4 separate regions of the Mus musculus genome follow, and all the other regions are linked to region 1. A link is a contact called in public HiChIP or PLAC-seq data. All regions are on one chromosome and are shown on one strand. The core of a region is the stretch at or near the end of the contact, and the rest is flanking DNA. Distances in the headings are between cores, read along the strand shown.

Region 1 (6,702 bases), core at 1,388-3,887:
TCATGAGTAAAGTATCATTAAGAACAGACCACCAGGGAGGGGGGCACTCCAGACAGAGGACATCCAGGAGCCCAGCAAGGAAGAGGAAGGCAGGTCAGAGCAGAGCAGTCAGGAGGAAGGGTCTGTGTAGAAGCTACTCTAGCTTCTGATTAAGGTGCTGGATGAAAAGAGGCAGAAGGGAAAGAGGCCTCCTTGGAGGCAGTGGAGGCAGGCACAGAAGAGGACTCCTAAGCACTTCAAAGTCTTGGGGTAAGAGAAAAATTCCCATTGACAACCATAACAGGTTGAGGTCTGGGTGACTTTCTGGGATGGGATTCTGTTCTACACAGGATATTACCCACTATAAAGGAGACCTCCATGGCACGAGCCCCATGTTCTGTATATTCCAGTCATCCCAGCACTTGGGAGGTAGAGTCCGCAGGGTCAGGACTTCAAGGCTAGAGCTGTGAACCTGAGAGCAACCTGGGCTATATGAGACTCTGTCAAACCAACTAAAATCCCCTAATTTTTAAAAGGAGTCTGTGTTTAAAACACACCCATGCCACGCAGTAGTGGTGTACGCCTTCAATCCCAGCACTTGGGAGGCAGAGGCAGGCAGATTTCTGAGTTCAAGGTCAGCCTGGTCTACAAAGTGAGTTCTGGGACAGCCAGGGCTACACAGAGAAACCCTGTCTTGAAAAACAAACAAACAAACCAACCAACCCACAAAGCACATCACATCAATCTCTACTTCCCTGGCTCCCTCTACTGCCTCCATCCTCAATGGCTTGTGTAAAATAGGTAAGGGGGGGGGGGGGGCGGGGCGGCTTACCCAGACTATGCAGGTTCACACAGCTCTGCTTCCTGACCTGCCTCTAGTAACTGACTTACCTGCATCTACCCTTCAAGGCCTGGATGGAGTGTAAATACCTCCCAATGCCCAGTCCCTCCCAGTGTACTCTCTGAAGGACCCCATGTCCCTGGGTGTTCTACAGAAGCCTCAGACTACATGTCACTGCATAGTGCATAGTGAAGTACCACGTCCCTGCTAACAGCCTGACTGTAGTTGTTAAGGAAAAAGGACAGGGCTGAAAATAGACCTCTGGGGGCTAGAGAGATGGCTAAGCAGTTAAGAGTACTGACTGCTCTTTCAGGGGTCCTGAGTTCAATTCCTAGCAACCACATGGTGGCTCACAACTACTGTAATGGGATCCTATGTACTCTTCTGGTATGTGTCTGAAGACAGCTCCAGTGTACTTAGATAAATAAAAATAAATAAATCTAAAAAACAAAAAACAAAAAAAACAGACCCTGAAGTCCCCAAACTGAACCCTGGAGGAGCCCCGAAGGGGCCACCACTGGGTGTCAAGCATCAGGCTGACTGAGAAAGTGTTACATCCCAGAGTGCTCAGGGAGTCAGGGCCACGGGGCAAAAGGGGGTGTGGAAGCAATTAGTATATCAGTGCTCAACCTGTGGGTTGCCACCCCTTTGGCAAATGTCTAAATAGGAAATCCAGAAACATTTACATTACCATTCATAACAGTAGCAAAGCTAGTTATGAAGAAGTAACAAAAATAATTTTATGGTTGGGGTCACCACAATGAGGAACTATATTTAAGGGTCACGGCATTAAGAAGATTGAGAACCACTGAATTAGGAAATACAGATCAGGTGGCCAAGCCTAAATCAGGGGATGTAAGCTGCACTCCAAAGGACTCTGAAGACTGGTAGGAAGAGACGTGCAGGTTCTGCAACAACTGGGTAGTCCTACCATATTCAAACCCCTTAAATGGGATGTCGACTCCAGAGGGGAGGTTTCACGGTGTCAAAAATAAAAACGGGATGTGAAGAAGCAGTTAGGAGTTTCAAGATCAGATGGCCAGGCCTAAATGGGGGGCATCAAGTGCACCTCAAAGGACCTGGAGCCCTGTGGCGGGAATAGGGGCGCCCGGTCCGGGTTTAAGCAGACCTCGGGGTGTAAGCTACAGGTCGGGGTGGCCGAGCACCTTCGCGGGATGAAGGAGAGCCGGACCTGAGCCTGAGGCTATGCCGGGGAAGGAGGCCCAGGCCCCAGGCGAGGGAAGCGGGGAAGGGAGCGTGGCGGGCTGGGCCCGCGAGCAGGCTCGGAGGTCTCGCCCGCCTCGTTCGAGGCCGCGGAGCCGCGTCTCAAGGCCCGTTGGGCTCCCCGGGCGGCCTGCGAGGCCGGAAGGCGTGGGGTGGGGGTGGGGGGTGGGAGGCGGTCGCGGCGCGGCCGAGGAGCCTCGAGGTCGGGAGGAGGCAGAAGCCGGGGCTGCCGCGAGGAACCCGGCCGGGGACCAGACTCCACGGTAGGGGGGCCCGCTGGGTGCCCAGACCGGGTGAGGCCGAACTCCCACAACCTGAAGCGCTCGCCCTTCGACTCTGGGGCTCCCTTGACTTCCCGCCCCGCGCCCGCCTGCCGCCAGCTGGCCCCCGGCGGCGCCTCCCCTACCTTCGTTCGCCAGGTCCGCCATTTTACTTCCTTAAGCCCTCCCACAAGGCCCCGCGCCCGGCCCCCGGGCTCCGAGGGCTTTCTGCTGGGAGAGTTCTGCGCCTGCGCATCCCATAAGCCAGCGCCGGTGTGAGGAGGAGGGAAGCTCGCACCCGCTAGAGCTCCGGCCGCGCGCCTGCGCAGTAACGGCTCTCCGCCCGCCTCTTCCCGCCCGCAAAGGGAAGAGGGTGTGGCTAGCGTGGCACGCATGCGCACAGGCAGCGCCAGTTTGCTATTGGTCCTGAGCTCCTAGCATTGGCAGCATGTTAAGGAGGTGGGGGGGGGGGAGGAGGATGGCCGAGCCCCACGCATGCGCAGGAGAGACGTGCCGCTGCTTGCTGTCCTGACTGCCATCCCGCCACTTTCTCTGTTTGTTTCTCTGGCGTGAGCCTAGGTAGGCTTTTTAGCGATTCCGCGTACAGGAAGGAGTGGCCCATGTCCCTGAATCAGAAGCCAGGCCCTTTCACACAGCTTTCCTATGGCTATTTGGGGTGGTTGAGGAAGAGGCAAAGTCAGAGGTCACCCTAGATTTCAAACACAGGATGTCCTAATAAAACTAGACTCTTAACCTCTCTGGGCATTAGACTTGGCATTGGTGCGCACGCCTTTAATCCCAGCACTCAGGCAGACGCAAGAGGATCTCCGTTTGAGAGCAGCCTGGTCCAGGGCTACACAGACTATGTCTTGAAAACAAACAAACAATAAGTAATAAGAAAAGATGTATTTGTGTATGAGTGCTATGTGTGTGCAGTGCCTACAAAAGGCTAAAAAAGGAAAGGCTATCCTGGAACTGGACTGTGGGTGACCGGTCTAAGCCAACTATGTGGGTGCTAAGAACTCAGGCCAGGCGTGGTGGCGTACGCCTTTAATCCCAGCACTCGGGAGGCAGAGGCAGGCGGATTTCTGAGTTCGAGGGCAGTCTGGTCTACAGAGTGAGTTCCAGGACAGCCAGGGCTATACAGAGAAACCCTGTCTGGAAAAAAGAAAGAAAGAGAGAGAGAGAGAGAGAGAGAGAGAGAGAGAGAGAGAGAGAGAGAGAGAGAGAAGAAGAAGAAGAAGAAGAAGTAAGGAAGAAAGAAAGGAAGGGAGAATGGAAAACCAAACCTATATTCACCTTTGCATACTGACAAGACACCTGAAAGCAGCTACTACGTATTTTAAATCTGGGTATACTCCTATAGATCTGTGAGATAGGGAGACACTGTCACAGTGTAGTCCAGTCTGGTCTTGAACTCAAAATTCTCCTGCCTCATCTTCCCAAGTGCTGGGGCCACAGATATAGAACTCACTCTTGCCGGGCGTGGTGGCACATGCCTTTAATCCCAGCACTTGGGAGGCAGAGGCAGGCAGATCTCTGAGTTCGAGGCCAGCCTGGTCTACAGAGTGAGTTCCAGGACAGCCAGGGCTACACAGAGAAACCCTGTCTCGAAAAAAAAAAAAAAAAAAAAAGAGCTCACTCACACTTTCTTTCTCCCCCCCCACCCCCAGTTTTGAGTATTTTATGTAGCCCAGACTGCCCTCGAAATGGCTTTGTAGATGAGGGTGCCCATGTACTTCTGATCCTCCTGCCGGCACAGCCAGAAAGTTAGGCTAACATATGTCACCATCATACCCAGGTTCAATGGTTTTGGTTTTGGTTTTTGGTTTTTAGTTTTGAAAGAGAGTGTCATTACATAGCTCAGGCTGGTCTGGAGTTTTCAGTAATCCCCCTGCCTCAGCTTCCAACTCCTGGGAACATGAATGTGTGCATACAACGCAACCTTCTGTCTCCCTGGTGTATGTGGTGAGTGTGGATGTATGTGCACAGCAAGTGTACATGAAGAAGTAGGGGGGTTGGGGATCCTGCTCTATGTGTCTGCTTTATTCACTTCAGACAGCCTCCCTCACTCAACCTGGAGCTACACTGGGCTAGGGTCACAGGCCCTCCTAGCCATCCTGGCTTCTCACGTGGGTGCTGGGATTTGAACTCCTGTCCAAATGCTTTACCAGTCAAGCCATTGCTCCAGGTCTTCTCAGTCCCCTTTTCCCCTGTGGACCTCCCTGTCTGACCCTGTGACCTTCCATCACTATGATGTTTTCCTGAGTGCTGTATGAGCCTTGCACAGTGACTCAGTGTCTCTATGTTATCACAGAACTTAATACCAGCACCCAGGAGGGAGGGGCAGGTGCATCTCTGTGAGATGGAGTCCAACCTGATCTACAGAGTAAGACCCTATTTCAAACAAACAAAAGAAACCAATAAACTCCTAAACTTGTTAAACTAGTGGACCTCAAACTTCGTAATAGTGCAACCTTTTAGTACAGCTCCTCATGGTGTGGTGATCCCCAGCCATAAAAGCATTTCCTTGCTACCTCATAACTGTAAGTTTTCCACGATTCTGAATCATAAGGTAAATAGTTGATGTGTGACCCTCAAATGGGGGAACCATGTGAGAACCACTGCCCCAAGCCATAACAGAAAGATCTTTGTAAACTGAACAAGGAAACAGGTTATTATACAGCTCAAGGGTTCTGCACACTGGTTGCTCTTGCAGAGATCCCGAGTTCTCTCCCCAGCACCCACATCAGGCAATGCACAAGATCCTGTAAGCCCAGCTCCCAGGGTTGTGATGGCCTCTCGTGGCCTCCCTAAGAACTGTGTTTACATGCACAAACCCGCGTACAGACACACAGACATCCACATGGAATAAAATAATAAAATTTTTATTTTAAAATTATTTTCTGGGCTGGTGAGATGGCTCAGTGGGTAAGAGCACCCGACTACTCTTCCGAAGGTCCAGAGTTCAAATCCCAGCAACCACATGGTGGCTCATAACCATCCCTAACGAGATCTGACTCCCTCTTCTGGAGTGTCTGAAGACAGCTACAGTGTACTTACATATAATCAATAAAATAAATCTTTAAAAAAAATTATTTTCTAAAATTTAAATTTTAAAAATTAAAAGAAAAAAGAATGTACTTTAAATACTACTAGCTTCCTACTCTGGTCACTGGGGTACAAGTGGTCAGGCGTGGTACCTTCTCCCTCCAGGGAGATCCCCAGCCATACAGTACCCAGGAGTAAATTAGAATTGAAAATTAACAACGGTGCTGCCATCCCTGTGGCTCTGTGTCAGTAAATCTCTGTACAGTCTGAAGCTATGTCACACGTCATGTTCTGCGACGCCTTGTGACCAACTGCATAGAATCCAGCAGTGGCTTTTTGAGGGACATCCGGAGACTCAGGAGCTCTGGACCCAGAAGGCTAGGTTTACACTATGAGTTGATTCTGCTGTGGGGGGCTGGTGGCCTTCTATCCCTCAGCCTTCAGTTCCACTCAGCCAGAATTCCAGGAAATAATCCTTGGTGACTGAGAACTGTGTGTATCGGGGATTGAAATCTGGGCTGTAGCAGAGTCGGCCGTACAGTCACACAGAGTGCACAAGGCCAGGCTTCCATCTGCAGCACCGCATAAAACACACGCTTGTCATCCCAGCACCGGCATGCAAGGTAGGAGGAGTAGGGGTTCAAGGTCAACCTCAACTACACAGTGAGTTTAAGGTCAGAATGAGTTCCATGACTTCAAATATAAAATAAGAAAATAAGAAAGGGCCGACCAGTGGTGGCACACACCTTTAATCCCAGCACATGGGAAGCAGAGGGAGGCAGATTTCTGAGTTCAAGGCCAGCCTGGTCTACAGAGTGAGTTCCAGGGATACACAGAGAAACCCTGTTTTGAAAAACAGAGAGAGAGAGAGAGAGAGAGAGAAGAAGAAGAAGCAGAAGCAGGAGAAGGAGAAGGAGAAGGAGAAGGAGAAGGAGAAGGAGAAGAAGAAGAAGAAGAAGAAGAAGAAGAAGAAGAAGAAGAAGAAGAAGAAGAAGAAGAAAGAGAAGTTCTTTGGCCCACTTCTCATCCAGAAATAGGGGTCCATTTCATCTCGACTAGGACATGTGTTAATCAAAACCAACGTAGCTTGTCTTCAGTGGAAGTATATAGCAGTTCCTACAGGGGACAGGAACACAGCTTCCCTTCCTTTGAGAGTAGGTTTGTCGTATTATTATTATTAATTATTTTGAGCCAGGGACTCATGCAGCCCAGGCTGGCCTCGCATCACTCCCTATGCAGTCGAAGATAACCTTACCCTTTGACCTGCTGTCCCAGTTCCCGAGCTGGGTTGTGAGGTGCATGTATGCCTTTACTGCCATGCGCTGGTTGGTTGTATTTCTGACACAG
Region 2 (6,702 bases), core at 2,496-4,995, 250 kb after region 1:
GACGGAGTACCGTGTCACCGCCGTGGCTTACACAGAGGTGGGACCAGGGCCCGAGAGCTCGCCCGTGGTCGTCCGCACCGATGAGGACGGTAAGCACCAGCCCAAGCCATACCCGGGCTGCGCCGGCCCCTGGCAGCTCCAGCTCTGGGACGGGACTGGGGTCAGCGGGAGCCAGGAAGCCAGTGCAAGCTGGCCTCGAAGTTGGGTGCCCTCCTCCCAGGGTATGCCTGTAGGTGGCCTCCTGAGTCTTAGGTGCTCTGGGGCCCTGCACCATCCTGCCTGGAGGCAGGCGGCCACCTCCACCAACATACACCCACAGCGGCCTGTTAGAGGCCAGATAGCCTCCAGTGAAGAGCTAGTGTGAGCTACAGGCCAGGGCTGGGAGCCAAGCACCATGGGAAGAAGAAGTGCTGTTAGTGTCAGTGCAGGTAGAGGGAGGGTTTGGACCTGATGAAATCTGAGCAGTTGTTCTGCTGGCCTACTAGACCAGGAGATGATGGCGTTTGGGGAACTCCTACCTGACTGCCTAGTGCAGTCCCAGCTTTGGGGTCACGGATTCCATTTTCCAAGCCTTAGTTTCCCCATCTGTAGATTGCAGGGATGTGTATCAGTTCAGATGGGGCCATGGAGAAGGGCCACGGGCTCTGGGGACCGTGGTGGTCATTATGTGGTGCTGCAGCAGGTCCTGGGAACATAGGGGGTAGAGGAGGGCCATGCCTTTCCCAGGCCAGCAGCTATCCAACACCCTGGCCAGGGGCAGGGCCTGGCGCCCTGGTAACAGCCCCGCTGCCCCCCTCCTGCCCGCCAGTGCCCAGCGCGCCCCCGCGGAAGGTGGAGGCGGAGGCGCTCAACGCCACAGCCATCCGAGTGCTGTGGCGCTCGCCCACGCCCGGCCGGCAGCACGGGCAGATCCGCGGCTACCAGGTCCACTATGTGCGCATGGAGGGTGCCGAGGCCCGCGGGCCACCGCGCATCAAGGACATCATGCTGGCGGATGCCCAGGTGGGCAGGCACGGCTGGGGTGGCAGGGGTGCCTGGGCACTGTCTCCTCTCTGCTCCCCACTCCGCTGCTGGCTCCCCTCTCACTTCCCTCCTCTCTCTCCCTCCACCGCCTCCCGCTCAGTGGGAGATGGACGACACTGCCGAATATGTAAGTAGTTTTCCAGGCCATTCTGCTGTCCTCTCTGTGCATTCTGCATGCCTGTGGTCTCCCCACCTGTGTCCTTGCGTGCCCTCCATAGCTTCTGATGGACCTAGGGTCGGGAAGGACAGCTGTCAGAGGTGGCTCTAGAGCAGGGTGAATTTGCACTGTGTCCTCAAGCAAGACACTGCCTGTCTCTCTGCTGCTCTGAGTCCGTTTGACAGGAGACACAGAGGCTCTGTACAAGGTCCAGAGTTGCCACTAACCTGGCCTGTGCCCTACAGGGGTTTCATGCCCCAAAGGGAGACCCTCTTTCTTTCCTGCCTGTTTCTGTCTCCTCCCTCCACTCCTGTGTTCCTGAGAATTTCTGTACTGCCAGGCACGAGCGCGCGCGCGCGTGCGTGCGTGCGTGCGTGCGTGCGTGTGTGTGTTGTGTGTGTTGACCAGAGCCACCCAGGTGGGCATCAGGACCTAGTGTGCTTGAACATCTGCTGCCTGGGGTACAGTGTAAACAAACTGTGCCCCAACATGGAGTCACACTATTACCTGTATAGGGGCAAGCACCAAGCATGGGGTGGTCAGCACAGTAGGAAGGCAGAGGCTTATTGCTTCGGGATTTGATCGGAGACAGGATTAGCCTGACACCCCAATCTTCACCTTAGAATTTCAGGGCTGGCTTGAGTCGTGGCCCGCACCTCTCCATCCTGCCTCTCTTCTCAGAGTTATTCCATTTTAAGTTTGCAGCTTGCATCTTAACATTAGATGGCTGTTTCATAACTGGCTTTCAGATTCCAGATAGGGTTAACTGTTGAATTTCTCAAGTTGGTTGTGGGCAGCTCTGATAATCCAGTGGGTTCAGGGGGAAGCCAAGCCCTGGGGTAGGATGGGGCCTGGGATGTTAGAGAAACACCCAGGACCCCCCTGTAGCTGGAGTGCAGTGCCTTTGAGAAGCAGAGAGGGAGGAAGGAGAGCGGGGCAGCAGATGAGCAGGGTCTGGTGGACTATAGAGAATTGACCTGACTCCAGAGAAGGTGGGCGCCTTGGAGGAATGATTCTGATCGGGATGCTCTCTGATGGCTATTGCCCTGGGTATAGGAGCAGGGGACCTGGTGGTGGCTGTGTGCCCAGCTTGTGTGTTTCTGACAGGAGTGTGGACACTGCATGTTGCAGCCTGTGCATGAGCTCACCAGCATGTTGCCTGTGGACTGGAGGCATCATCTCTTGTGACTTTCTTAGGGGAGAAGGTGAGCAGGGCTGGCACCATTGCTGACCGTGCCCACCCATCCCACCCACAGGAAATGGTGATAACGAACCTCCAGCCTGAGACTGCTTACTCTATCACAGTAGCCGCGTATACCATGAAAGGCGATGGCGCTCGCAGCAAACCGAAGGTGGTGGTGACCAAGGGAGCAGGTAGATACCTATCCACTGCACAGCCTCTGGCTCCACAAGGCCAAGAGCATTTCCCATGATTCTCAAGCCAGAGTGGTTTTAAGACGCACCAGCCAGGTGGACCCAAAACAGGAAAGACATGGGCCCTTTTCAGAGGTTCCAGAGGCCAGGCACTGCTGGCCCTGATATCCATCTCTGCCCAAGTCACTCCCTCTCACCAGACACTATACTCATTTGGCTGTCTCCTCTCAGCTGCAAAGTGGGAGTCAAGCTTAAAGGTAGCCCAAAATAGGTCCATGTGCCTCACAGGGAATCCAAGTCTTTGCTTAAAGGAAGTCCTTCCTAAAATGTACCTTTAAAAACTAGACCTTAAGGACTGGGAGTGTGGTCAAGGGTGGGTCCCTGCGCAGAAATCCCTCAGTGAGGGGCTGCCTTTGGGGTTTGGAGAAACGTGGCAGGGCAGCTGTTTCTCCCTCCACAGTGCTGGGCCGCCCCACCCTGTCGGTGCAGCAGACCCCCGAGGGCAGCCTGCTGGCGCGCTGGGAGCCCCCCGCGGACGCGGCCGAGGACCCGGTGCTTGGCTACCGCCTGCAGTTTGGGCGCGAAGACGCGGCCCCGGCCACGTTGGAGCTGGCTGCGTGGGAGCGGCGGTTCGCGGCGCCTGCACACAAGGGCGCCACCTATGTGTTCCGGCTGGCAGCGCGGGGCCGCGCGGGGTTGGGCGAGGAGGCCGCGGCAGCGCTGAGCATCCCCGAGGACGCTCCGCGCGGCTTCCCGCAGATCTTGGGCGCCGCGGGCAACGTGTCCGCGGGCTCCGTGCTACTGCGCTGGCTGCCACCCGTGCCCGCCGAGCGCAACGGCGCCATCATCAAGTACACGGTGTCCGTGCGGGAGGCCGGCGCCCCTGGGCCCGCGACCGAGACGGAGCTGGCGGCGGCCGCCCAGCCGGGGGCCGAGACAGCGCTCACGCTGCGAGGGCTGCGGCCGGAGACGGCCTACGAGTTACGCGTGCGCGCACACACGCGTCGCGGCCCGGGCCCCTTCTCACCCCCGCTGCGCTACAGGCTCGCGCGGGACCCAGGTAGGCGCCGCCCCGGGCCCCGGCCCGCCCCTCCCCACAGGTAAGTCTCGGCCTCCAGACTCAGCCCAGGCGCCCGAGGCTCCAGTCGGTCGGTCGGCAGGCACAGGTGGGATGCGGCTTGGAGGCCACGCCCATTGCTACGCCCCTCCCGCTTTTCTCCGCAGCCGCGCCGTCTCTGCAGCAGCAGCAGCAGGCACTGGGGACAGGGCAGGCAGGGCCGGGCCAGGCAGGAAGGCCGAGGGCACAGCGGACCACAGGGACAACAGGGGCCGCCCCACGCGCCCCTTAGCCAGCGCCCGGTTCTTACTGGGCCATCTTTCTCTCTCTCCCTGCTTGCCGCCGCCCTCAGTCTCCCCAAAGAACTTCAAGGTGAAGATGATCATGAAGACTTCAGTGCTGCTGAGCTGGGAGTTCCCCGACAACTATAACTCACCCACACCCTACAAGGTACTACAACAGTGGAGGAAGGGGCGGGGCGGGAGGTAAAATCTGGGAGCCTGAGGGAGATTGGGCACAGTCAAGGCCACCCCAGATCAGGATTCGATGATACTTAGATTTCACAGTTTAGTCTGAGATTGAGGCGCAGTCTACGATTAATCACAGCTGGATCAGGGTCTGTCAGGGTTGCTACTGAACCTGGGATCAAGGCTCAGTCAAGTTGAAGCCTAGTCAGGACTGGCACTCAGAGCTGGGGTTCTGGCCAAAGCCAGGATTTAGTATGTTGTTCAGTCTTGGTCAGAAGCTAGAGTTAAGGGACCTCCTCGAACAGTCAGTTGTTCCTGAGCCTAACTCCAGGGCTTTGCCATGTTTGAAGGTCAATCAGGGATCAAGGCTTAGTTGGACCTGAAGGTTATTTTTGGACTGGAGCTCAGTCAGCTCTGTACTGAATTAGAACTCAGGAGCTAAGTTTGGGTTTAGGTTCAGTCAGATGGTTCATCCAGAAGTGAGGCTCAGTCAGGATTGGTCCAGGACAGGCAGCCTGAGGTTGCAGCTCTGCTGGGGTTGCTAGGCCCCGGCCCATTTCTTGCTGAGCCAGCTCTGCCTACAGATTCAGTACAATGGGCTCACCCTGGATGTGGACGGCCGCACGACCAAGAAGCTGATCACACACCTCAAGCCACACACCTTCTATAATTTCGTGCTCACCAACCGTGGCAGCAGCCTGGGGGGCCTGCAGCAGACGGTCACTGCCAGGACCGCCTTTAACATGCTCAGTGGCAAGCCTAGCGTCGCCCCGAAGCCCGACAATGACGGTTTCATCGTGGTCTACCTGCCTGATGGCCAGAGTCCTGTGACCGTGCAGTATGCTAACCCCCCTCCCCCCATACCTGTCCCTGTAGCTGTCAACCCACTATGTGACTGCATCGAGCCACACATCCCTTCTGTGACCCCATTTGCACACTTACTGAGATAAGGGTCACGTGAACCTGCCTCATGCGACTGTCCCCATAAAGCCTGACCCTTCACTGGGCGACCTTTAGCCCCCGAAAAGATTCTGGTCTGTGCTTCAGGCTAGCGGGGAGGCCTAGCTAGGAGTCTGCAGTGAGGACCTCAAGGGGCTTCCTGGGAGGCGGGGAAAGGGCGTAAGATCACGTGGGCTTTGAGGGATGCACAGGACACTGAGATCTGGCACGCCATGAAGTAGGCAGAAGGCAGATAGCTAAGAACTGGGACGTAGAGGCGTGTTACTGCAAGGGGTTGGGATTGGGACACGGGTGTCACTGAAACTCTACCCACAGGAACTACTTCATTGTGATGGTCCCACTTCGGAAGTCTCGAGGTGGCCAGTTCCCTGTCCTACTAGGTAGTCCAGAGGACATGGATCTGGAGGAGGTAAGGCCACCCCGTCTCCATGGGGCCTGCACACAGCCAGGCTGTGACGCCCGTCTCCCCTAGGAGCGCTGAGGCCTGTGACACTCTTTCTGCAGCTCATCCAGGACATCTCCCGGCTGCAGAGGCGCAGCCTGCGCCACTCCAGACAGCTGGAGGTGCCTCGGCCCTACATCGCCGCTCGATTCTCCATCCTGCCAGCTGTCTTCCATCCTGGGAACCAGAAGCAATATGGTGGCTTTGACAACAGGGGCTTGGAGCCAGGCCACCGCTATGTCCTCTTTGTGCTTGCTGTGTTGCAGAAGAATGAGCCTGTAAGTCCTCGGCAGCGTCTGCCTACATCCTAGCTTCCACCTACATCCTAGCTTCCACCTACATCCTAGCGTCCGCCTACATCCTAGCTTCCACCTACATCCTAGCGTCCGCCTACATCCTAGCTTCCGCCTACATCCTAGCTTCCGCCTACATCCTAGCTTCCGCCTACATCCTAGCTTCCGCCTACATCCTAGCTTCCGCCTACATCCTAGCTTCCGCCTACATCCTAGCTTCCGCCTACATCCTAGCTTCCGCCTACATCCTAGCTTCCGCCTACATCCTAGCGTCCGCCTACATCCTAGCTTCCGCCTACATCCTAGCTTCCGCCTACATCCTAGCTTCCGCCTACATCCTAGCTTCCGCCTACATCCTAGCTTCCGCCTACATCCTAGCTTCCGCCTACATCCTAGCGTCCGCCTACATCCTAGCTTCCGCCTACATCCTAGCTTCCGCCTACATCCTAGCTTCCACCTACATCCTAGCTTCCCCACCAGCCTGGAGACAGGATAGAAATGGAGGTACAGAGGTCACCTGGTGGCTTGCTCTATGGATATGTGGACCTCTCTGTGAGGTTGACCCAAATCGATCCCCAAAGCCAAGCATAGACGTTGTGAGCTCACAGAAGGCTAGGCCTGGACAAAGAGACTGACTGGACACGGGGTTGGGGTGAGGGTCCCTAGGGTTCATCCTTTAGAGGAAAACACCACCTTAGCTGGGGCTGAGAAGGATCAGCAGGAGCTCAACAGAAAAGGTTTCCCATCCCCCATGTGCCCCAGGAGAGAAGCCTGGGAGCGGCCCCGGCAGCGGGCATAGACAGCTAGAGGGCGTTAGGCCAGTTGGGGGTCCGGATGTGGCCAGCACTGATGACAGCCCCTCCGCTGCCTCTGTCCTGCAGACATTTGCAGCCAGTCCCTTCTCAGACCCCTTCCAGCTGGACAACCCG
Region 3 (6,702 bases), core at 1,488-3,987, 200 kb before region 1:
AAAGCATACATTATACATGCAACACATATGTGTGAAAGCTTTCATATTTACGTATATGCACACTCTAGATTTTAATATGTATATGGATATATATACAACAGTGGGTATACCTGATACAGCTCTGTATAAATGCACATACAAGATTAAAGACACAGCTGGGCAGTGGTGGCGCACGCCTTTAATCCCAGCACTTGGGAGACAGAGGCAGGTGGATTTCTGAGTTCGAGGCCAGCCTGGTTTACAGAGTGAGTTCCAGGACAGCCAGGGCTACACAGAGAAACCCTGTCTTGAAAAAAAACCAAAACCAAACAAACAAACAAAAAGATTAAAGACACAAAATATGTGTAACACAGAAACAAAACTATTATCCATGTCTAATTACACACACATTAATGCACATTTGATATGCAAAATGAAATCTTGTACTTGAGGAAACTGAGACGAGACACAGAGTGACAAACAATTCACACGTGACTAATGGTGGCATGACACTCCTAGTGGGAATGAGCAACCTGAAGTGGAGCGCAAACCGCAAGTGAGCTCCGCCCATAACACACAGCGGTGCTAGAGGGGCAAGAATGCGCAGGAGAGGGATGTGTCACCTGTGGACTTGCTTGCACAGGAGCCGTACCTTGAGGAAGGCCTTGGCAGCACGCCGGCAGGCCTCGTAGTACTCGATGTAGGTGAGCAGTTGCCAGCTTTTCTTGTACTTGGAACCGATCGCCAGGTAGTGTGAGTACTTAGTGGCCGCGCTCATGATCAAGTCGGGAACTGTGACCGGAGGCTCGTTATCTAGTGGGTCCTTGCCCATGCGCAGCTGCACCTGGCCTTCTCGCTTAGATGTCCAGTAGCTGGAACCTGTGGCGGGGTCAGAGGTCACTCCATTTGTTGGGACGAGAGATGAGGTCCTCGGGAGGACAGAGAACCACTCTCCCCAGAACAGGGCAGAAGGTCAGAAGTCACTTCCCCCACGAAGATCGGAGGAAGAACAGGGAGTCATTGTCACTGTCCCCTGTTGTGGATAGCCCTGGGGCTAATTATATTTGATGTCAATTCCGTTCTCCTGTGAGAGGCCGTGAACAAGGAATGAGTCAGCACTCAGGTGATTTCCAGTAAACTTGCTTCCCGCCTTAATTTGTAAAATAAAGGAGAGCTGATGATTGGGCAGATAAAAGGGAAGGTGGAATTGAAGGTGGGAGAGAGAGAAGGAGAAAATGGAAGAGGGAGAGGATGCAGAGGAGGAGGAAGAAGAAGAAAAGCAGAGCAGAAGCACATGGCCTGGAGATACCTCGAGTTCTAAGGGGTCTCATAGATGTGGAAGACGGTAGTGTAGCGGTAGATCTGCCCAATCTAGGCATACAGCATGTCTTCATATTAATGGTGTTGTGTTTTCATTGCTGGGGCATATTTGGGTTGGAGAGATTTACAGCAACAGTCCCCCACCCTCCACCCTCCACCACCTCAGGTGGATGGAGGTCAAAGGTCACTCCAAAAGACTGGGACAAAGGACAGGAGTGCTGTTCACTGCTCCCTGACCCACAGAAAGGAGAACATGGAGTCAGGGTTACTGTTCCCAAATGGACAAGGCCTTGATGGTTGGTCACATGATCGCCCTGGCAAAGGTCACATGGCCATAGGTATCACCCTTACTCCTTCCCCCGGTTACTTAAGCCCTCTCCACAGGACTTCAACGGCCACTGACCACCTACCCCAGTAGACCAGTGCTGCTCTACTACTGATCCCAGAAGTGTGCCTGGGCTGACAAGAGGACCCTGCTGCCACCCCCACCCTCTCCCTGCACGGGGTGGGGGGCAGGGCTCCCACCTGGGGTCAGTATCTCAAAGTTATCTGCTTGTGCCTTCTTCGATATTGCACTGTGAATTTTGTTCTTCAAGATGGTTTTGGTTTTCAGGATCCTCCTGGAGGTCTGAAGGTTATCTGATTCCTTAGGGTCAGTCATTCCCACGACACAGACCCAGCACAAAGATGTTCACGCACACAGTTACAGAGGGCAGAGGACCAGGTGTCCACAGTGGGGTGTCTGCTTCCTCAAAGGGCGGGGTGGATGGTGGTGGAATTGGCCAGAGAAAGACAGGAACCTCACAGACCAGGATAAGGGAGCAGGAGTGGATGCTGGCAAAAGAAATAAAACAAGCTGGGTGTTAGTGGGGGACATTCCTTGTGTGTGGCGTGTATGCAGACCTGTGGAAGCTAGACAGAGGTCGTCAGCAAATCTCTTCTTCCTCAGCTATGTTCCTTCCATTGAGGCCTGTCTGGCAGTGACCATCCACACCTCTCCCTTCCCGAGCCCATAGCTTGCCTATTGACTAAGCTGACTGCCAGTGAGCAGTAGGGGTCTCCTGTTATAGGTGTATGCTGCTGCACCCAGCTTTTTTTGTGGGAGAGAGGACTGAACTCATGTTCTCCAGTGGTTGAGTGCTGTGTGAACTCAAGGGTAGCCTGGGCTACATGGGACTCTGGAGAGGGGAGTAGAAAAGAAGGGAGAGGAAAGGAGGAGAAAAGAATAGAGTTTCCAGGACCTTCTGTGCCTAGTGGCACCGGCGTTTCCTGAGAGGCTGGGGCAGATGTTGTTGTCCTCAGCCCTCTCTCCCCACCACAGGCTGCCACTTTATCAACTGGTACGACAGTGGTGACTCTTGTCCAGCTCTGTCACCACCTCCCACTGTAGCCACAGAAGGACACGCAGCCCCCCAGACTGGACATCCTCCAGAACATTCCCTTCTACATTTCAAGGCAGTTGTTGTGACATCACTGTGTTCCGTAAGCCAGGGCCACGATGGCAACATGACCCAAGGTCCCCTTCTGGTCATACACCAGAAACCATTGAAATAAGAGACTCAGGTCTGTCACACAGCCATATCCACACAGTAGCCACGCTTCTTAGCTCATGGTCACTGACAGAGGAGGGAGCAAGGGTGTGGACACTCCAGGCTGAGAGGACATCCTGAAAAGATGCCCATGCCAACGTGGAGGAACGATGATGACCCTGTCCAGTGAAATACGCCAGACGAGGGCACATACCCCAGGGTCGCACTTGCAGGCCCCAGAGCAAGTCACAGAGACAGGAAGTGGGTGGTGCAGACCTGGGAAAGGAGGGGAGTGAGCACTGAATTGGGGCAGAGCTTCAGACTGGGGAGACCGAAGGCTCTAGAACTGGATGGTGATGACGGTTTCACAGTGTAAATGCATGTGCATATGGCCTGGGCTACATTTTAACTCCCTGTGTAGCCAAGGATGACCTTGGTCCTCCTGCCTCCACCATCCCCAGTGTTGGTTTGACAGGCATGTGCCATGCCATTCATGTGATGCTTGGAATCCCAGACCTTGCACATGCTATTTGAGCACTACCCACTGGGCTACAGTGCCAGACCCTTTATGGTAGTTTTTTTGTTTTTTTGTTTTTTTTTGGTTTTGAGACTCCCCATAGGTTCTTGAATGGCCCTGTCTGGTTTCATTTCTATTTCTATCGAATGTAATGCACAGTGCTCAACACTGGAGCTGGAAAAACTGTTCAAGCACATACAGATATCTGAATGAATGAATGAATGAATGAATGAATGAATAGATGAGTAAGTACACTGGTGAGTGGCTGAAGATTATATGCATGAATGAAGGAAGGAATGAATGAATGAGGGAATGATGGGTGAAGGAAGCTTACAATCCCCTTCCCCAGGGAGTACTTTTCTCCTGAGGCTGGGTGCAGGGGAGGACGGCCAGTGATGTCATAAGGGGTGTCCTGAGCAGAAGGTTCCAGAAGCCTGAATTATGGAGTTGTGTTGGGTGGGAACCCATCTACCACCATCACCCTGGCTAGACTGAGGGGTGACCAGAGCAAGAAGGGGACAACACACACACACACATACACACACACACACACACACACACACACACACACACACACACGCTTCTGGGACCACCCACCACTGACCAACTCTGTGGAAGGAGAACTACCTTGCTGACCAGATGTCTCCATCTGTGACACCTGGCCACCTTGTGAAAGTTGGTAAGGTTCCTGAGAGGATCTCTGCGTGGGGCACGTGACCGTGACAGAACGGAGCCCACATTTAGGGAAGGCCAGAGTTTAGTTTTTCCCTAAGAAGGCAAGACTGCCTTAAGCTCCCTATACTCCTGCACTAAAGGTGAGGACTTAGGCTCTAGAACCTGTAGCTGAACACCATAAAAGCTGAACGTGGACGAGCCCACCTGCAGCACCAGCACCTGCCGTACTCAGTGTCAAACAACAGACAGAGACCCCGTGGCACTGTGGCAATGTGCATTGTTTTGGGTGTCTGTAGGGTCCTACCGTGTCTGCCGCATGCAAGGGATGTCTGAAGTCCATTTTGTGTATTTGTGGCCAACTTGGGCTGCTCCCTTTGAGGCACTATCTCCCACAGAACCAGGAGCTTGCTGAGTGGGTCAGATGGCTGTCCATGAGCTCCAGCAATCCCCCTGCCTCCGTCTCTCCAGAGCTAGGGATACGGATGCACACCACCACACTTGGGATTTTTACATGTGCTGGTGATTCAAAGGCAGGTTCTTGTGCTGTGCATGCCCTTACTAATGGAGCCATCTTCCAAGCCCTTAAGTTTTGTTTTGTTTTGTTTTGTTTTGTTTTGTTTTGTTTTGTGATAGGGTCTCACCGTGTTGCCCTGGCTTACCTGGAACTCTGTAGCTCCAGCTGACCTTAAACTCAGTGACCCACCTGCCTCTTCCTCTCAAGTGTTGGATTAGAGGTACACACCACCACATCCAGCTTGTTTCCAACCTTCTTTGTGGAATATTAAAATGTTTTAATGTTACATTTTGAGAGCTTCGACTCTGTGATCACAGCCCTCCAGAGATCTGTGGTGACAGCACCTACCCTGTGCGTAGCTACAGATTTTTAAAAATTACTTTATTATTGTTGTGTATTTTGTGCCTCTGTGGGTGGTCATAGGACAGCTTGGGGTGGTCAGTTCTCCCCTCCCATGTGGATCCTAGCATTCGGCAGGATTGACAGTGAGTGCCTTCAATGGTGAGCTGACTGGCTGGACCAATAATCTTGAAAAGAGGAAGAGAGGAGAGGGATAAAAGGAGCAGAGGGGGAGAGGAGGGAGGGCAGAGAACTCTGTTAGAACCTCACCCTCTAACTTAGAAATGCACTATTCTCTGACACATAAACCACCTTTCCAGTCATCAGGCATGACTAAGCAATCCCAAGGTCTAGGCAGACATCACCAGTGGATTGGAAGTTGGCCCCTCTGCTGTTCTTGCCAAAACTTCTCTGTTTCCTTCATTGGTTTATCATCTGTGGGCCCCGCAGCACTGTGACAAATACTTCTTGTGAATCTGCAAAGGCTGGACCACCAATGACTCAAGAGAAGAAGGCGGAAGACCTTGAGAGAGGCACAGACGCCACCTCAGGTTAGTGACGGCCAGAGAGGGTTCCTCCCAATGGGCCACTCAGCCATCTCTGCTTGAGCATGCCTGACTTCCGGGGCTGTCCCGTTCTTCCTGGTTATTGGGTATGAAGTAGCACGTGGTCAGCAGTTTGGGGTCCAATCACTTAGGTCACAGGTGACAACTTGGGGTCAAGAGGCACAGCACAGGTCATTTGCTGTCTGGGAAGCACTTTTGCATATTACCTAGTTCCTGGTGTGGTGGTAAAATGCCTTGACAAAAGTGACTTATGGGGAAGGATTTTCCAACTCCCCATTCCATGTCACTATCCACTGTGGCAGGGAGTCAAAGCAGGAGCTTGGGGCAGCCAGTCACATCGGTGAACAGAGAGCATGCACACACCCCAACACTCAGGCACGCACAGCGGCACTCTGCCCTCTACACGGCTCCTCACTGAGACTCTTTCAGGTAATTAATTCTAAATAGTGTCACTTGACAAAGCTAACCACACAAATACTGTTTTCAAAAGATTTTATGGGGCTAAAGAGGTGGCTCAGTGGGGTACACATACCCTCATACACACAGATGCACACATACGCACACTCATTCACACAGACATACATACACAGATACAGATACGCGCTCATACTGTTGCTTGTGTGGCACTTTTCCTGGGAAAACCTGAACAAATACCTATCCACTCTTACTGTGTGACAAGAAAGACTTGTCCCGGTGAGATGCAGCACACATGTCCACTCCCCTGAGGTAGGGGAAACACAACAGACCAAAGCGTGGACACCACCAACGTCCAGCATGGTGCCGTGAGCTTTACTAGGGTCACTGACAGGCATATGCATGAGGGGGTCACGTACTGGAGCAGAAATGACTCACAGACAGCTGCATCACCAAGGCCTGAGTGACAGCTCAGAAAGCTGAGAACCTGATGCTCACCGCACAGCCTGCAGGGAGGTCAACAAGCTGGACAGCGTCTGTCCGTTGCTGGCATCTTTGCATCTCTGAGAGTGTGTCTCAGCAGTCCTGACAGCTTATATATACTTGGGGAGTGTCTTAATCAGGGTTTCTATTGCTGTGATAAACACCATGACCAAAAGCTACTTGGGGGGAGGAAACAGTTTATTTAATCTTACAGCTTACAGTCCACCATCCAGGAGAATCAGGGCAGGAACTCATGCAGAGGCCATGGAGGGCACCGCTCCCTGACTCACTCCCCACAGCTTGTTCAGCTGGCTTTCTACCATGCAGGACCCACCTGCCTAGAGATGGCACCACACCCAATTGGCT
Region 4 (6,702 bases), core at 1,204-3,703, 140 kb before region 1:
GAGGGCAGCTTTTGAGAATTGGTTCCCTCCTTCCACCATGTGGATCTCAGGAATTGAATCAGGACATCAGAGCTCAGAGCCATCTCATTGGGCCTAACTGCTTTTTGTTTTTTAATTTCCCATGGAAGTGCTTGCTTTGCCACTTGAGTAAACACTAGCTATACCCTCCCCCATCATCACCAGTCTCAGAGCCCAGAAGATGCTGTGGGGCAGAGGGAAGACCTGTGAGCTGTGCTGTGACTGCCCACAGGCAGGAGGGATGGGGGACAGTGCCTCCTGCTCCATCTTGTCCTTGGCTGTCAGCTGCCATCCACAGTTTGGTTCCCCTGGTCAAGGTGCAGTGAGCAAGAGGAAGGGATGATGGGACCAGGACAGAGCACAGGTCCAGGTGGGCAGGAGGGAGTGGCGTAGCTTCAGGCCTCAGGGCTGTACACTGTGGAGGAACCCATAGTGAGGCATAAGGGAGTTAGTCAGGGTGAACATGCCTTGAGCCTCGTGTGCAGTGAAAACCAGAGCTAGCCAGTTTCCTGGGACCCAGGGTGCAGCTACAGACAGGCATCTGTCTACAGGGACAAAATGGTGCTGTCCTGGGAGTGACTGAGCCATGTTAGGTGGGCACTGTGTGTCTGTGCATGTCCATGTGACACCTCTGACACCCACTCCCTGAAGGCAGAGCACTGTCAGCCGCCAGCTCTACCCCAGTCCCAAGTCACCACCTTGGTAACTTCCGAGCACCCGGACATGACGGGTGAGTTTACTTTCCCCATGTAGACATAAAACCATGGCTCTCCACTCACATGGGGTGAGTTTATTCCAGAGCAAACTTGAGAATCCAGGAGCACAGAGTTAGCTGACCTCAAGTTCCTCATTTGAGCATGAAGGCTATTCAGTGGAGCTTTGCCATAATGGGACAAAGCAGTAACTGAGGATGCACTACGTTCCCTGCTGGAGACCCCAGTGTCAGCCACCGCACAGGACAGAAGTACAGCTGCGGGCCTCAGACACCCTGAGGACTCAGCCTCTGGGCTGGTGGTAACTGGGGTTCTCTAAGTGATAACATCCCAGAGGGTTTTTATCTCTAGTCTAGATGTTAAGTCTGATACAGAGGAGTGAGAAATGGCTACTTAGGAGGCTAAGGCTAGCCCGATATAAAGTGAATTAGGCCCAGGACCTGCAGCATTCCAACTCCCCAGTCACTGAAGTTTCCGTCTGTCACTGGGCCTCTGCAGGCACAGGTCCTTCCCAGAGCTGCTCCCTTGTGACAGAAAGCAAGCCGTGTGACCCCTCTGAAACTCTTATTTCTTTGTTGTATTTATTTGTTGTGTATGAGTTGAAGGGTACTTGTATCACAACTTGCATGCCAAAGGACAGCTGGCATCCATCATGGGCCTGGTTGTCAGTCTTGGTGGCAAGTGCCTTGACCCACTGAGCCCCCTTGTAGGCCGGAAAAAGAAATGGAATGTGAAGATTCACAGTGGGGAACTAGTTGCCAATTCCAACTGGAAACCCACCTGTGCCAGAGGCAAACTGATGGGGCTCAATAGGCGGTTCCATCCCCTGCACCCCTTAAATCATGTGTGGTGACGGCTATCACACACTGCAGCCCTGGAGAAGTGGAAGCTGGAGGTTAGGAGTTCAAGGCCAACCTCAGCACTCAGTGAACTCAGGCCTACTGGAGACCCAGTCTCCAAATGGCAAAAACAGGGCTGGCTTCAGGCACTGCAAAAGTTCAGCTGAAGGAAATCTTACAAGGGTGGCCGGCACTTGGCAAGGGCGCCCCCGCCCTTGGACCTCTGAGCCCTCTCTCCACTCAGTGTGTGGGTGTCTGTGTGAGTTCAACCTCAGGCTTCAGAGGGTTGATAGCCAGAAAATGCTGAGTTTCTTGGTATCCCTGGGGACCCTGACCCTTCCTGGGGACATGGGTGACTGTCACACAGTGTGACTGGCATGAACAGTGCTCAGCTCTCTCAACCCTGATGAATACCAAGAGGCAGGCAGTTCAGGGGCATGGAAGAGAAGAACTCAGTTCCACAGTGGGGAGGGAGACAAGATGCAGCCACCATGGCCAGCCGCTACAGTTGCCAGCATCACCTTCAGGTCCATGCTAAGCAGGGCAGCCCCCAGCACAGGTCACCAATGCCCAGTGTCACACACAGGCCACTTACTCCTGAGACCTCAGGTCACAGGGAACCAAGAGAACTTGTCTGTAGGGGAGCTGGAGTGTGGGCCCATCTGGCTGGACCTGTCCCCCTACTCAGAGCAGGGATACAAATTGCATTGGTGGGTAGGACTCAGGTGCCAGTCTTGCCACCAAGACTAACAAAGACCAACTGAGGCTTGATTCCCCCACAGCAGAGCTTAACCAAGTGGCAAGTGACAGAGTCACAGCACCCCTGGATGGGTGGATAGAGGGGTGGGGATAAAAGAGAGAGAAATTGCTTAAGGTCACAGTGAGTCAGGACAGCCAGGAACCCAGCCCAGAAATGGCTCACAGCCTCCCTGCCCTTCCTTGCCTGCCCACTTGTTGCTAGGCAACCCAAGATTTTTTTTTCCCCCTGTAAACAAAGGGCGCTTCCCCAGCAGATCCACCTGGCGCCAGGCCAGACCCCAGCGCACTGCAGCCTGTGCCTGCCTCTTGGAGTCCTTGGAGACAGCAGGAGACTGGCCACTGCAATCTGCCATCCAGCAACTCCACTTGGGCACTCTGTCAAGTTCAAGGTCAAATGCACAGACTGGATTAGAGGCTGGTCTTGGGGAGACTTGAGGCCTTCTTTTGGACCATTGACTGGCAGTATGTGGTAGAGCTGGGTCACCAGGGAACCATGAGCCAGGCTCAGAGAGGCAGGATGACAGAGTGCTCTCAGGTTCCTGAGACCCCCATAGGGGAGGAAATCAGGTGAGGACAGGTAGAGAAAGCCAGGTCCCCCCAGGAGAGAACTCAGGAGAGGCAAAGAACCAAGCAGAGAAGCAGAGGGCCAGTGAGCAAGACTCCCGTGCCCAGCAAGCTCAGCCACACCATTGCTATTGCAGTCCTTCCAGCCAGTACACACCAGAATGCACAAGCACACACACACACATTCACCCATGCAGCAAATGCATGCACATATACGTACACACACATTCGACACACCTAACTGTAGCTTATCAACCTCAGTTTGACATCTGTGGCCTTCCCTTATTGAATGACAACCTTTAACTTTTTCACTTGACTCAGATACATCCCAGCTTCTCTCTGGCTTGCCAGCCACTAGTGTCATCCCGAGGTTCAGGTGGAATGAGGAGAGGAGGGCACACTTGAACTTCAGCTCTGGGCTCCTTGACAGTTGATCCCACAACCTGGGCAGCTCCTGAGTGAGGAGGGTGGTGCATACTGTGAGGACTCAGTAGCCACAGAGGACTCCCATGCTGAGTACAGGGACAGAGAGACCCAGCCTGGGCAGGGGACATGTTCCACGTGTCCCTCAGGGCTAGTACCTGTGGGCCCACTGAACTTCCCTCATGGAAACCTCATGCACCATGCAGCAGTACCAACAACAAACCCACCAGCCATCACTGGCTGTTATCATCTCTCCCACCTGAGACCTGGGCCACCCCAGCCCATCTTAGTACTGGGACCAAAGACATGATCAACCACACCTAGTGTGTGTGTGTGTGTGTGTATGTGTGTATGTGTGTGTTTCTGTCTGTCTGTCTGTCTGTCTGTCTGTCTGTCTGTCTCTTTGTATGAATGAGGTGTCCATTGTTCAGACACGGAATGGAATGGAAGCAACTGGGTGTTACTAGATTTGTTCATTTCAGACATTCTTGTGAGTCTTTGGTGACAAGTTTTGTTTCATACAGAGCCTCCCTCACTCAGTAGTCCAGGCTGCCCTGAAACTCACCTTGTGGCCCAGGCTGGCCCATGAACTCCAGGAACACTCCCCCTGCCCCATCTCCACCTCCCATCTCACAGTCACTGAGACTCCAAGATTCTTACTGGGTTCTGGGCTCAGAACTGAGAGGTCCTTGAGCCTTTGAAGGACTCTTTGCTGACTGAGCCGTCCTCCCCTCTGTCGGATTAAAACACTGAATTTGATTTATTCATTCATCAGCTTAGTTACTCATTCCAGTGTGTGTATACACAAAAGATTTTTCTTACAGAATACTTTTTGTTTTATGTTTGTAGCCCAGGCTGGCTTTAGACTCCTCATCTTGAACTCCTTACGCTCCTGCCTCCCTCCGCTTGTGTCCTGAGCCACTCCAAGTGCCTTCCCTCTGGAAACCGCTACACTGACGCGCATCACTGTACTGCGTGGTTCTGGCTCCATCTAGTGATCACCAATGGGGCAGCACAGGCGGGTGCAGAACCCAGTGTCACCAAACAGGGATTCATCCCCTCTTCCTGTGGGCACTCTATGTCATAGGCTGTCTCCAGTGACTGTTGAGACAGGAGCTTATTGACTGAATCTGAGACCGGGGTCCTCCTGCCCCTCTCCGCTTCTGGGGCTATAGGCACAAACACCAAGCCTGCTTTTTACATGGGTTCTGTGGATTTGAACCTGGGTGGTCACTGTTGGTGCAGTGGTCGCTTTCTTCTTGGAGCTGCCCCCTGCCGCCATCAGTGATCATGGCTGCTCAGCTTCAGGGCCATGGGCTGCAGGTGTGTGACCCCCCGACACCTCACCACCACTCTCTCTGCTCTAGATCCCAGCATGCAGAACTCCGAGGGAGGAGCAGATTCGCCAGCGTCAGTGGCTCTGCGTCCTGCAGCCCAGCCCATGCCAGCCTCCCCACAGGTGACTGTGCCCGCCCTGCCATCCCGGCACTCTTTGAAAAGTGCCACCAAAGAACCATGACACAGATGAGGAGAGAACACACCCCACCAGTCAACTGGCTCTCGCTCTGGAGAGCTTCTGTGCCTAAGGAAAAATAACTGAAAAATTCAAAGTAGAGAGAAATCTTAGGATGCTCCCCAAAGCTCCATTCAACCCTCCTCCTCCTCCATCTCCTCCATTTCCTCCTCCCCCATCTCCTCCATTTCCTCCTCCCCCATCTCCTCCATTTCCTCCCCCATCTCCTCCATTTCCTCCTCCTTCTCCATCTCCTCCATCCCCTCTCCATCTTCTCCCCCATCTCCTCCATTTCCTCCTCCTCCTCCATCTCCTCCATCCCCTCTCCATCTTCTCCCCCATCTCCTCCATTTCCTCCTCCATCTCCTCCATCTCCTCCCCATCTTCTCCTCCATCTCCTCCATTTCCTCCTCCTCCATCTCCTCCATCCCCTCCCCATCTTCTCCTCCATCTCCTCCATCCCCTACCCATCTCCTCCTCCATCTCCTCCATCCCCTACCCATCTCCTCCTCCATCTCCTCCATCCCCTCCCCATCTTCTCCTCCATCTCCTCCATCCCCTACCCATCTCCTCCTCCATCTCCTTCTCCCCCTACCTCATATTAGAAATGGAGCCCGGGGTCTTGAATGTGCTTCCCACCCAGCCCAGATTCATTCTTGAGAGACGTCCACCACTGTTTTCTGTAGCCATGAGCACACCAGCCTTCAGAGTAAAGTGTGGGGCAGGACACATGGGCATGCCAGGCAAACTGAAAGGTCAGGGACACAGGCATAGGACACATACTAACTTATTTTTTCAGAGAGCCAAAGGAGGGGAAATTAACAATAGATAGGCAGTTACCTTCAGATGCTGCCCTTTGTTTCTCCTGAAATGCTGGTGATGAACCCAGTGCCTTTACACGTGTCAGAAAAGGGCTCCATCACAAAGCTGCTCACCTCGTCCACACCCCTCCAGCTCCTTACATGCTTTCTGATGTCGTGACCCTCCACTGCCCAGATCGAGCTGCCCCATCACACTCTCAGTGTTAGCAACTCTGTGCCTCTGCTTTTGTTCTGCTGATCTGTTGAAACAAGGTCTCACTATGTAACTCAAGGCTGACCTGGAACTGTCAGCAATCCCCCTGCCTCAGCCTCACCCCTTCTTCCACCCTGAATCCTGGGATTACAGCTATTTATCATCACATCCAACCCAACCCCTAGTGTTTCAGGGGATGTGTGTGTGTGTGTGTGTGTGTGTTTGTTTGTTTTTGTTTTGCTCTTGTTGTTTGAGACCACGGCTGATGGTGCCTGAGGGCAGTTTCTGCAATGCTGAAAATGCCCTGCAAACTACAGCCCTCACTCTGTAATGCACTCTTTCTTCAAGTTCTCAACTACTCTCCTGCCTCGGCTTCCCGAGTGCTGGTATTGGAGGTGTGTGCCACAATAGTGGAGGGGATGTGCTGGGTGTGGACACAGGCTACCAGGTGAAGGTGATGGAGGCCTCTGTCCCTCTCCACCTTATTGTCCTGAAGCGGCGGCTTTGACTATAGCTGGCCTGGTGGCCAGCAAGCCTCAGAGGTCCTGTTGTCCCTGCCTCCTGTACACTGGGATCATAGGAGCTTGTAGCCACACCTGGCTTTCTGTGTGGGTGCTGGGATTCGAGCTCACATCTTCATGCTGTGCAGCAAGGCCTCTTACCTAGAGCCATGTGCGCATAGCCCTTCCTGACTACCCTTTAACTGAGAAGGGATTGGCGCAATATAAAGTGAACCTCGTGAAAGTAGAAGGGTTCTTATTGTAGTCACAGAGTTAAGCCATCCTGCCTCTCTAGTTCCACAACAGTCTATCAGAGGCTCATCCCTATCAGCAGTTGCTGACCCCTTCCCTACCTTGAG

The links. HiChIP or PLAC-seq counts read pairs in DNA pulled down with a chosen protein or histone mark.
Region 2: a contact with region 1 is called in an H3K27ac HiChIP or PLAC-seq map of embryonic stem cells, with 3 times the contacts expected there. The contact joins the enhancer-like site here to the promoter of Ranbp3 in region 1. A contact is called at or near these places in 7 of 39 promoter capture datasets (the 3T3-L1 cell line, the HPC-7 cell line, cranial neural crest and 4 more), 1 of 15 datasets of contacts at CTCF or cohesin (the NIH/3T3 cell line), 17 of 484 Hi-C or Micro-C datasets (the AML12 cell line, the Ba/F3 cell line, CD4 T cells and 8 more), 13 of 115 datasets of contacts at active chromatin or transcription factors (astrocytes, craniofacial prominence, embryonic limb bud and 4 more) and 5 of 9 other capture datasets (adipose tissue, embryonic stem cells, liver and 2 more).
Region 3: an H3K27ac HiChIP or PLAC-seq map of embryonic stem cells shows a contact between it and region 1, with 7 read pairs. The contact joins the promoter of Acsbg3 here to the promoter of Ranbp3 in region 1. A contact is called at or near these places in 1 of 39 promoter capture datasets (cranial neural crest), 3 of 115 datasets of contacts at active chromatin or transcription factors (embryonic stem cells and stem cell-derived neural progenitor cells) and 2 of 9 other capture datasets (adipose tissue and liver).
Region 4: a FOXA1 HiChIP or PLAC-seq map of pancreatic cancer cells shows a contact between it and region 1. The contact joins the enhancer-like site here to the promoter of Ranbp3 in region 1. A contact is called at or near these places in 2 of 484 Hi-C or Micro-C datasets (the HL-1 cell line and the N1E-115 cell line), 2 of 115 datasets of contacts at active chromatin or transcription factors (memory CD8 T cells and pancreatic cancer cells) and 1 of 9 other capture datasets (pancreatic islet).

The regions. Positions count from the first base shown.
Region 1 is chr17:56,669,160-56,675,861 of GRCm38.p6, reverse strand. Ranbp3 (RAN binding protein 3) reads right to left here and starts at 2,637. Exons shown (of 17, transcript NM_001252466.1): 1 at 2,451-2,637. The coding sequence starts at 2,472.
Region 2 is chr17:56,422,239-56,428,940 of GRCm38.p6, reverse strand. Ptprs (protein tyrosine phosphatase, receptor type, S) reads left to right here. Exons shown (of 33, transcript NM_011218.2): 11 at 1-89; 12 at 809-1,002; 13 at 2,437-2,554; 14 at 3,015-3,614; 15 at 3,964-4,061; 16 at 4,663-4,916; 17 at 5,354-5,447; 18 at 5,543-5,758; 19 at 6,655-6,702. Among named protein-coding and RNA genes, the nearest start is that of Mir6977, 6.7 kb to the right of the region's middle. Within about 2 kb of position 3,745, at least 220 of the 459 cell types and tissues checked have an H3K27ac peak or open chromatin away from gene starts, as enhancers often do. A contact at or near this core is called in the AML12 cell line, Th1 cells, bone marrow-derived macrophages and 9 more, where this site is marked.
Region 3 is chr17:56,871,519-56,878,220 of GRCm38.p6, reverse strand. Acsbg3 (acyl-CoA synthetase bubblegum family member 3) reads right to left here and starts at 2,737. Exons shown (of 14, transcript NM_030141.2): 1 at 2,541-2,737; 2 at 1,825-2,133; 3 at 632-858. The coding sequence starts at 1,960. It overlaps Acsbg2 (acyl-CoA synthetase bubblegum family member 2), which reads left to right and starts at 3,774. Exons shown (of 15, transcript NM_001039114.1): 1 at 3,774-4,024; 2 at 5,324-5,424. The coding sequence starts at 5,370.
Region 4 is chr17:56,806,307-56,813,008 of GRCm38.p6, reverse strand. Rfx2 (regulatory factor X, 2 (influences HLA class II expression)) reads left to right here. Exons shown (of 17, transcript NM_009056.2): 2 at 4,684-4,775. The coding sequence starts at 4,692. Among named protein-coding and RNA genes, the nearest start is that of Gm41604, 16 kb to the right of the region's middle. Within about 2 kb of position 2,453, at least 129 of the 459 cell types and tissues checked have an H3K27ac peak or open chromatin away from gene starts, as enhancers often do. A contact at or near this core is called in the HL-1 cell line, the N1E-115 cell line, memory CD8 T cells and 2 more, where this site is marked.